Regions from separate parts of the Sus scrofa genome. Here region 1 is linked to region 2. The links are chromatin contacts, called in public Hi-C maps. All regions are on one chromosome and are shown on one strand. Each heading gives the region's core, a stretch centred on a gene start, on an enhancer-like site or on the middle of the called end of the contact. The rest is flanking DNA. Distances are from core to core; before and after follow the strand shown.

The links. Hi-C and Micro-C count contacts between places; a contact is called where the count stands out from the background.
Region 1: a contact with region 2 is called in a Hi-C map of alveolar macrophages, with 1.8 times the contacts expected there. The contact joins the promoter of AJUBA here to the promoter of PSMB5 in region 2. A contact is called at or near these places in 14 of 47 Hi-C or Micro-C datasets (alveolar macrophages, blood, embryonic fibroblasts and 9 more) and 2 of 2 datasets of contacts at active chromatin or transcription factors (alveolar macrophages and skeletal muscle).

What each region holds. Positions count from the first base shown.
Region 1 is chr7:76,060,225-76,064,363 of Sscrofa11.1, reverse strand. AJUBA (LIM domain-containing protein ajuba) reads right to left here and starts at 1,355. Exons shown (of 8, transcript XM_021099246.1): 1 at 1-1,355. The coding sequence starts at 980. C7H14orf93 reads right to left here. Exons shown (of 7, transcript XM_021099247.1): 7 at 2,487-4,139.
Region 2 is chr7:76,011,571-76,015,972 of Sscrofa11.1, reverse strand. It overlaps PSMB5 (proteasome subunit beta type-5), which reads right to left and starts at 1,397. Exons shown (of 3, transcript XM_001924445.4): 1 at 860-1,397. The coding sequence starts at 1,093.

The DNA of each region.
Region 1 (4,139 bases), core at 106-2,605, 48 kb before region 2:
ACGAACGCACCCGGCGGCTCCTCAAGACCCGACGGCTCAATTCCCGAGGGTTCCCCGCGGGCGCCGGCTTCTCGCCCACCTGTGCCCCCTGTCAGGCGCAGCAACGCTGTTAGCTCATCCTGGTATCGGGCGCCAGCGGCGCAGTCCCCGTAGCCAGTCACCGAGTGTCGTCCGGGTTGCGCCCCTCGTCTCTCCAAGGGCCCAGCCGCTCCTACTCCAGCTCCGGCAAGAGCTCCCGGGCTGCCCAGGGCCGGGGGATATGAGTGGCGGCTTTCCTGGCAGCCGAATCCGGCCGGCCGATGAGCGCACAGTCGGTCCAGGGCAGCGTGGAGCTCGGGGTAGGCGGACGGCACCCCTCCGGAGGAATAGCCTGCCGGAACCCCAGCCAGGGGTGGGCCAAACAGGCAAGGCCCGGCAGGCAGAGGACTGCCGTGGCGCTGGTCATAGCCCATGCTGATGCCGCTGGTACGATTGCTGCAGGGTCGGCTACCTCCGGCTCCACCAGCCCCCGCCCCGTCCAGCAGCAGACTGCCCCGGGGGCTGGACGGCTTGCTCGCGTCGCTGGCTGAGCTACTGGCAAAACTGGAGCGGGGGCTTAGGGCTGGGGCCGTGGTCTCCAGCCGAAAGTCAGGGGGCAATGACTGAGGTAGAGGCAAGGCCCGGGTGGGAGGTGGCACCCCGGGAAAGGAGGCTTCGTAGCGCTGCGCCTCAAAGGAGCCGCGGGGGTTCCGCTCAGCATCCAGGGGGCCTTGCTCCCGGGCTGGCTCCAACGGCTCATCCCCAAGTCCCCCAGTAGCTCCACGGGGCCCTGATTTCCTAGGTCCCCCTAATCCGCTCTGACGCCCCTTTCCCGGCCCGGGGGTCCCATCAGACCCAGACCGGCTAGATTCACCCTTTCTGCGGCCGAACTTGGCGCTGCCGGAGTCCGAGAGTCTTAACTTCTCTAGCAGGCGACTGGCTTTCTCCCCTAATCGCTCCATGCCCTCGGGCCTGGGGACTCCAGCCCCCTCCCCGCCCGGCACCCTGCAGCGTCTCGGTGGCCGCTTCTCTCTCCCTGCGGCTGGACTCGGGTTCCCCGGGGGCACAGGATAGGCACCGGGATTTAGCGGGTGGCCTGGATGCCCCGCGCCAAGAATCCCGCAGCATCCCCCAGCGACAGGGGTTGCGTCCCCCCGCGCATCAGGGGTTAAGCAAGGCTAGAAGGGCCGACGGCCGTGGCTGTGCCTTCCGCAGGTCTATCTGTTCACGAGCCGACTCACCCGGCAGCCCCACTCTCCCCGGCCCCCGCCCCCCTCGCTCTCACACTCAGCACGGACCCAACTTCTCTCCCAAACTTTTGTCTGCCTGGCCGGATCTACTTTCCTGGAGGGGCGGGGCGCTGAGTGCGAAAGAAACAGGGGTGTCGGCGCAGGAATCTGGTGCGCCGGAGGAGGGGAGAGCGGGTGCTGGTGCCAACTGTCCTGGAACTGGAGATCCGCCGACTGACGGCTAAAAAAGGGCGAGGGGCAGTTTGGGCAATAGCTACTACACCACTCAAGAATTGGGACAGGAAAAAGTGGGGGAGGGGAGGGGAACTCTTTGTTTGTAGTTGGAATGCGCGGAGGGGCACCGTGGAATGTCGCGGCCCGGGACCCGGCGACGCGAGGCTTGTTCTGCGCAAACACCGTGACTTTGTTCCTAGTATGAGGACTGCTGGAGAGATGAGGAGGGACTGATACAGAAATAGTGAGACAGGGAGAGAAAAGAAATGTAGATACACAGAGAGGTTCAGAGCGAGGAAGCCCTTATAGAGAGGTTGTGGAAGACAGGTATGGAAAGAAAGAGAGCAGACCAAAGGGGATCGATCGCGGGTGTTGCAGAGACCGAAGGCTGAATAGGCCAAGAAAAAGACAAATTTGTGCGAATCCAGAGAGAATGAGAGACAAACAGATAAGCTGCAATGCAAAGACAACTTTCTGAATCCAAAACTCTGCAGTTGGAGGGAGGGAGTTTTAGAGTGTGTGTGTGAAAGGAGAGAGAAAAAGGCTTGGGACTAATCTCTACCTTCAGGGTAGGGCTGATAGAGGGATCGATAGACACCCCCTGGTGTTGGGAAATGAGATTTTTAGCAACTATTTCTGGTGACTGGGGATAGAAGGCCTGGTTTTTAGGGGTAGCAAAGGCCTCGCCCTTGGTTGGCCCACAGGAGATTGGTGATAAAGAGTAAGTATCAACTTAAGCGGAAGAAAAAATATGTTCTTTAGAAGAGATAGCAAGTGAAAATGATCAAGGTGGAAAAGCAAAAGAGGCCAATCCTGGCCATACTAGGAGGCTCAAGAATAAGGAAAAGAGGAAGCCCTGGCTGAAGCTGAACATACCTGATTAAATATCAGCCAATGGATTTTGCCCAGACCAGCACATCAGGGGCATGGGGTAGGGTGTGGGGGAAAATGGAGAGGGAAAATAACTCCTTTGCATTTGGATAGTAAATTAGTATGAAAATTATATGCAAACAAATCATGCATATTATTTTCACTTCAACATTCTGAACACCTTTTACAATCTTAGTGTGGCCTTAGGGAAAGGGGAAGGAAAGGAGGTTAATATCTTTGGGGAAATTAATTTGGCACAAACTGTTTGGCTTCTCTGCCCTAGCTGCATTGTCTCCCTGCCCTCATCTCTCCTGAGAATCAGCCTCTTTCCCTGGTCAGGGCTACAGCATCTCTCTGATCCAGAGGAGAGTTTACTCTTAGGGTGGAAGCAAGGAGGACTGAAAGCATTAGTAACCCAGGGGAGCTCTCAGGTTGCATCCAGAACCTGCTGTTGCGTGCCATCTTCAGAATCAGCCATAAGCTTCTCCCTCCTTTCCTGTCTCCCCATGGGGAAGGAGAACCTGGATGCTTCCTTCCAATTACCTACATTTTCTAACATTTGGGAGCTTTGCTCCTTTGGCGTTAGAATGGGAGAGTAAATCTTATGAAAAGTTGAGATGCCATTAAAGGAGGCCCATCCGGGAGCTGGTAGTGGCAGTAGTAGGCACAGTTGGGATCAAGAACTTGGGTGTTCAGGGGATGACAGGAAGCAGACACAAGTGAAAGGGGGACACTCTGATAGGGCAGGTGCCAGCAGTGCTCATGACCTCGGGGTAACCACTCTATAGGCTGAACTAGAGCCAGGAGCTCCACAGGCCCTATTCTCCCTCCCCAGGACTTTAGGCTCTATATACACAGATGACTCCTCAGTCCGTATCTCTAGCCTAGACTCTCTTGGACTTAAAAACTCAGCTGACGACTAGCACCTCTACTTGGTTGTCTCAAAGGTACACAACACCCTAAACTGACCTCACCTTCCCTGCCTCCCAAAACTGGCTCCTCCAGCATTTCCTGAGCAAATGGCGCCATTAACCACTTAGCTACTTAAGCCAGAAATCTGAATATTGACCTTATGTCCCCCTCCCTTAACCTCAAATCCTATCACCAAGGCCTATCACCAAGTCTTGTCAATTCTGCTTCCAAATTATCTTTCAAATCTGTCCTTCCCTCATCAACATCACTACACATACACACACACACACACACACACACACATGCACGCACGCACGCACGCACGCACACACGCACACACGCACACACACACACACCACCATCTCTTCTCTCCTGGACCACTGCAAAAGTCTCCCTGCTGAAGCTTTCTCCCTCCCATCCATCTCATACCCTGAGGATCATATTTCCCTGTTTAAAACCTATCAGTGATTGCTCACTGCCCTTGAATTAGAGTCTATACTTTTAAAGTATTTCACAGGGTCTCTCTACCTCTCCAGTCTCTTCTCTCAGCATCACCCCCCCCCACACACACACCTCCCCAAACAGCTCTGCAGTAGAATTGCACCTTGTCTGTGCTCCCTCTTGCCTGTGGACTTTTGTACCTGCAGTTCCCTAGGTTTGGAAAACTCTCTTGGCCTCTCCTTCCCTTCTGGTTTAAATACCACTTTAGGTATCAATTAAATTTTTTTTTGTTTTTTTTAGGGCTTCACCCTCTGCATATGGAGGTTCCCAGGCTAGGGGTCCAACTGGAGCTGTAGCCGCTGGCCTATACCACAGCCACAGCAACGCCAGATCCAAGCTACATGGCAACGCCAGATCCTTAACCCACTATGCGAG
Region 2 (4,402 bases), core at 148-2,647:
CTGTAGCCACCGGCCTACGCCAGAGCCACAGCAATGCGGGATCCGAGCCACGTCGGCAACCTACACCACAGCTCACGGCAATGCCGGATCCCTAACCCATTGAGCAAGGCCAGGGATCAAACCCACAACCTCATGGTTCCTAGTGGGATTCGTTAACCACTGAGCCACGACAGGAACTCCAATCTTGACATTTCTTTATGCATCAATGCAAGCCCAGAACATCTCTTTCTCTGCCATTTTATACTTCACGACATACTTTCCCACATATTAATGTCCCTAGAGCTTCACATCAATCCTTTGACGTGGGATTACCTTCAGTGTTACCTTCACTTTATGGCTGAGGAAATGGGCTCAATGAGATGGAACGACTTACCCAAGATCATACAGCTTGTTATTGCAGAGCTGGACCAGCAATCCCAAATGTCTGGCTCCTAGTACAGTGCTCCCTCTCACCAACCTTCCCCCTCAAGCCACAGCGGTTTCAGTTGCTCTGGTCTATCAGCGCCACTCAGTTTCCAAAACCTTTGGTGGTTACAACAGCCCTCCCTCTGCCAGTGTTCACTGCTGCGGCCTCCGCTTCCCTGGATAGGACCCACCTGGAGTCGCTTAAGCATGAATTAACCCAAGCAGCCTCGGGCTCCTTGCCCCATTACCCCCAGCCCCACGCCCCCCAACCCCTTCTCCCGCTAGAGCGAAAGCCCAGGCCTCCCTCAGCAATGAGACAACGAAACCACTGGGGTCGGGGGCGATTAGCTCAAGCCTCCACTCGGGTTTCGTGGCTGCAGCCACCCCGGGTTCCTCTCCGGCTGGGAGGCCGGGAAGGACGCGACTCAGGGCGGCGCAGCGACTGGGTCCGCACCTTGAAGGCCAGAGTGGTGGTACCGTGAAGCATTTCGATTCTTGGCTCCTCTGGGACACCCCAGCTGGGCGCGACCAGGCTCAGCCCATCGCCAGGGCTCCCCGGACCCAGGTCCAGCAGATCCGCACGACCCCCAAATCCGAAAAACCCGCGCCGATTCACGGCCAGCGGCCTCTCCAACACGCTGGCCAGCGCCATGTCTAGTAAGGGAAACGGAACTACCCGCCAGAACATCTAGTAAAGAGCGGCCGGGCAACGCCACGCCCTCCCGGCTTCACTCGCTAGTAAATCTATTCCAAGGAGGAGCCATTTTAACTCCTGGCAACCACGCCTCCAAAAACAAGAGCCAGATGCAAGTGATTATTTTCCCCGAGGAGGGAAAAATAAATAGCTTCACTTCCCTTAAATGCTAAAGGGATGTGGCTTCCATCTTGATTTCGGTCACGCAGTCAGCATGAGGTTAGATTAACCTCAAATTCCATAGGGAGCAATGGAAAATGTCCAAGTTGAAGGAGTGAAGGGGGACCGGCCATCTTTGAGAAGGGCGTGACTGGTTGAAAATCTGTTCTAAACCGGTAGCTGTAAATCAGCCCCGCCCCGCCTGGTGTCCAAGCTGCACTTTACATCTCTAGTGCTTCAGCGCTGTATTAACGCGACTGAAGTTGCCATTTTGTTTAAGGGCAATCTCTGATACCAGGTAAAATAATGATCTATTCTGAGGCCATTTTCCCCCAAATAAGAATGCATTTAGGAGTTCCTGTCGTGGCTCAGTGGTTAACGAATCTGACTAGGAACTATGAGGTTGAGGGTTCGATTCCTGGCCTTGCTCAGTAGGTTAAGGATCCGGCATTACTGTGAGCTGTGGTGTAGGCTGCAGACAAGGCTCGGATCCTGTAGGCTGGCGGCTACATCTCTGATTGGACCCCTGGCCTGGGAACCTCCATATGCCACAGGAGCGGTCTAAGAAATGACAAAAAAAAAAGAATGCTTTTACTCTTGTTGTTGGATAGCATCAGTCACCACACTAGCCACATCTCTAACAGTAATCGATTTTTAAGATCCAATGTTGGAGTTCCACTCATGGCTCAGTGGTTAACGAACCCGACTAGTATACATGAGGACGCGGTTCGATCCCTGGCCTGGCTCAGTGGGTTAAGGATCTGGCATTGCCGTGAGCTGTGGTGTAGGTCGCAAACACATCAGGTCAGATCCCTCATTGCTGTGGCTGTGGCTGTGGCCTGCAGTTCCAGCTCCAATTCGACCCCCAGCCTGGGAACCTCCATATGCCACAGGTGCTGCCCTAAAAAGACCAAAGACCAGAAAAAAAAAAAAAAAAAAAACGATTCAATGTTGTCTTTACTCTCACCCTCTGGCGGAAATTCTAATAAGTAATGAATGGCCAAAAACGCAGAATAATAAAGAAGGAAAAGCAAAGGCCCAGTTAATCCACAAACTGGATTTTCAGTTCAGCTCCCGAATAACTGAGTCAAAGTAATTTACCATCCCAGAGCCTGGGGGAGAGCTGAGGCTTCATAAGGATGTACCAAGAGGTTTTCTGACTTAAGCTTGCTAAGACAAGCTCTTATTCAGGAGTGTGCTGTATCTCATAGTCTCTTCCTCTCTCCGCCCACCTTCACTGTTCAACCCTTTGGGGAACCATAACAATCAAGGAAGTGGGCAAATGTAAGAAATGTCTCCTCCTGCTTTATAGTTCTATGAAGTCAGTGTCTAGCCTTCCTTGTTGGATTCCAGCAGCAACATCCATCAGTATCTAAATTCCACTTCCCTTTGCTGCCCAACTCAGCCCCTCCTCTTCCCAGCAGACTCTGTATGTGTTGTATTTTTAATGCTGAAATTTGGCAACCCTTTCCAAACCCAACCATCAGAATGTAATGAAGCAGATGATCTTTATGTGAGTCTCACACTTGGATGGTGTGGGAAATGCAGAGTGCTTCTGTTTATTGAGCACATATTATTTTTGTGGTCACTCCTGCAATGCAGCTAATCCTTCTGACTTCTCTCAGTGGTTCTTTCACTCTGCTACTAATGGCATTTGTATCTCTCTTAAGGTACTTTGGCATTTTACCTGGTTATACATTTATCTCCCACTGGAGCTTCCATTGTGAGTTTTGTTTTTTTTTGTTTTTGTCTTTTTAGGGCCGCATGTGCAACATATGGAGGTTCCCAGGCTAGGGGTCTGATTGGAGTTGTAGCCTCCAGCCTACAACACAGCCACAGCAACACCAGATCCATAGCAATGCCAGATCTGAGCCGCGTCTGTGATCTACACCACAGCTCACGGCAATGCCGGATCCTTAACCCACTGAGTGAGGCCAGGCATCAAACCTGCAACCTTGTGGTTCTTAGTCAGTTTCGTTTCCGCTGCGCCACAACAGGACTCCCATTGTGAGCTTTTAAAGACAAGCATTTCTTGGAGTTCCCGTCGTGGCTCAATCGTTAATGAATCCCACTTGGAACCATGAGGTTGCGGGTTTGATCCCAGGCCTTGCTCAGTGGGTTAAGGATCCGGCGTTGCCATGAGCTGTGGTGTAGGTCGAAGACGCAGCTCGGATCCTGCATTGCTGTGGCCCTGGTGTAGGCTGGCAGTAACAGCTCCAATTCAACCCCTAGCCTTGGAACCTCCATATGCCTTAGGAGCGGCCCAAGAAATGGCAAAAAAAAAAAAAAAAAAAAAAAAAAGACAAAGCAAGCATTTCTCTACTATCCATCCCTGAGCCAAGTGCTTAAGACATTTTAGCTAAATGAATGCATGAAAGAATGACAATAGTTTTCTTCCCATCACAAAAGCCTGAAGCCCCAGCTCATCTTCAACAACTCCCCTTCCTTCCTCCACATCCACTAAGTTGCCAAGACCTGTGGCATCTTTCTCTACAATGTTTCTCACATTCGTTTTCATTGCAACTGATACCACCTTTGGCTTTTTATCTCTTCACCCCTGAATTACTCCTGAAATATTCTCCTAATTCTTTTCTCTGGGTCCAAGGTGTACTCTCTAGTTTATTCTGCACAGCACCAGATTGATTTCCAAAGCACCGTCTTGATCGTATCACTTGGCTGTTTAAAAATGGTCTGTAAAGTTTCAGCTACTCAGCATGGCATTCAAGGCTTTCCATAATCTGTTCCCAATTCACTTTACATTAGTCCTCTGCTCTAAGGTCCCTGCTCTGGGAGCCCTCAACAAGGAGAGGTACAAACGATAAGTGCTGTTGTTGGTGGGAATAGAAATTGGTGCAGCCCACTATGGAGAATAATATGGAGGTTCCTCAAAAAATTAAAAATAGGAGTTCCCATCATGGCTCAGTGGTTAACAAATCCAACTAGGAACCATGAGGTTGCGGGTTCAATCCTTCACCTTGCTCAGTGGGTTAAGGATCCAGCGTTGCCAAGAGCTGTGGTGTAGGTTGCAGCTGTGGTGTAGGTTGCAGATGCAGCTTGGATCCTGAGTTGCTGTGGCCCTGGCGTAGGCCAGTGGCTACAGCTCCAATTCGACCCCTAGCCTGGGACCCTCCATAGGCCATGGGT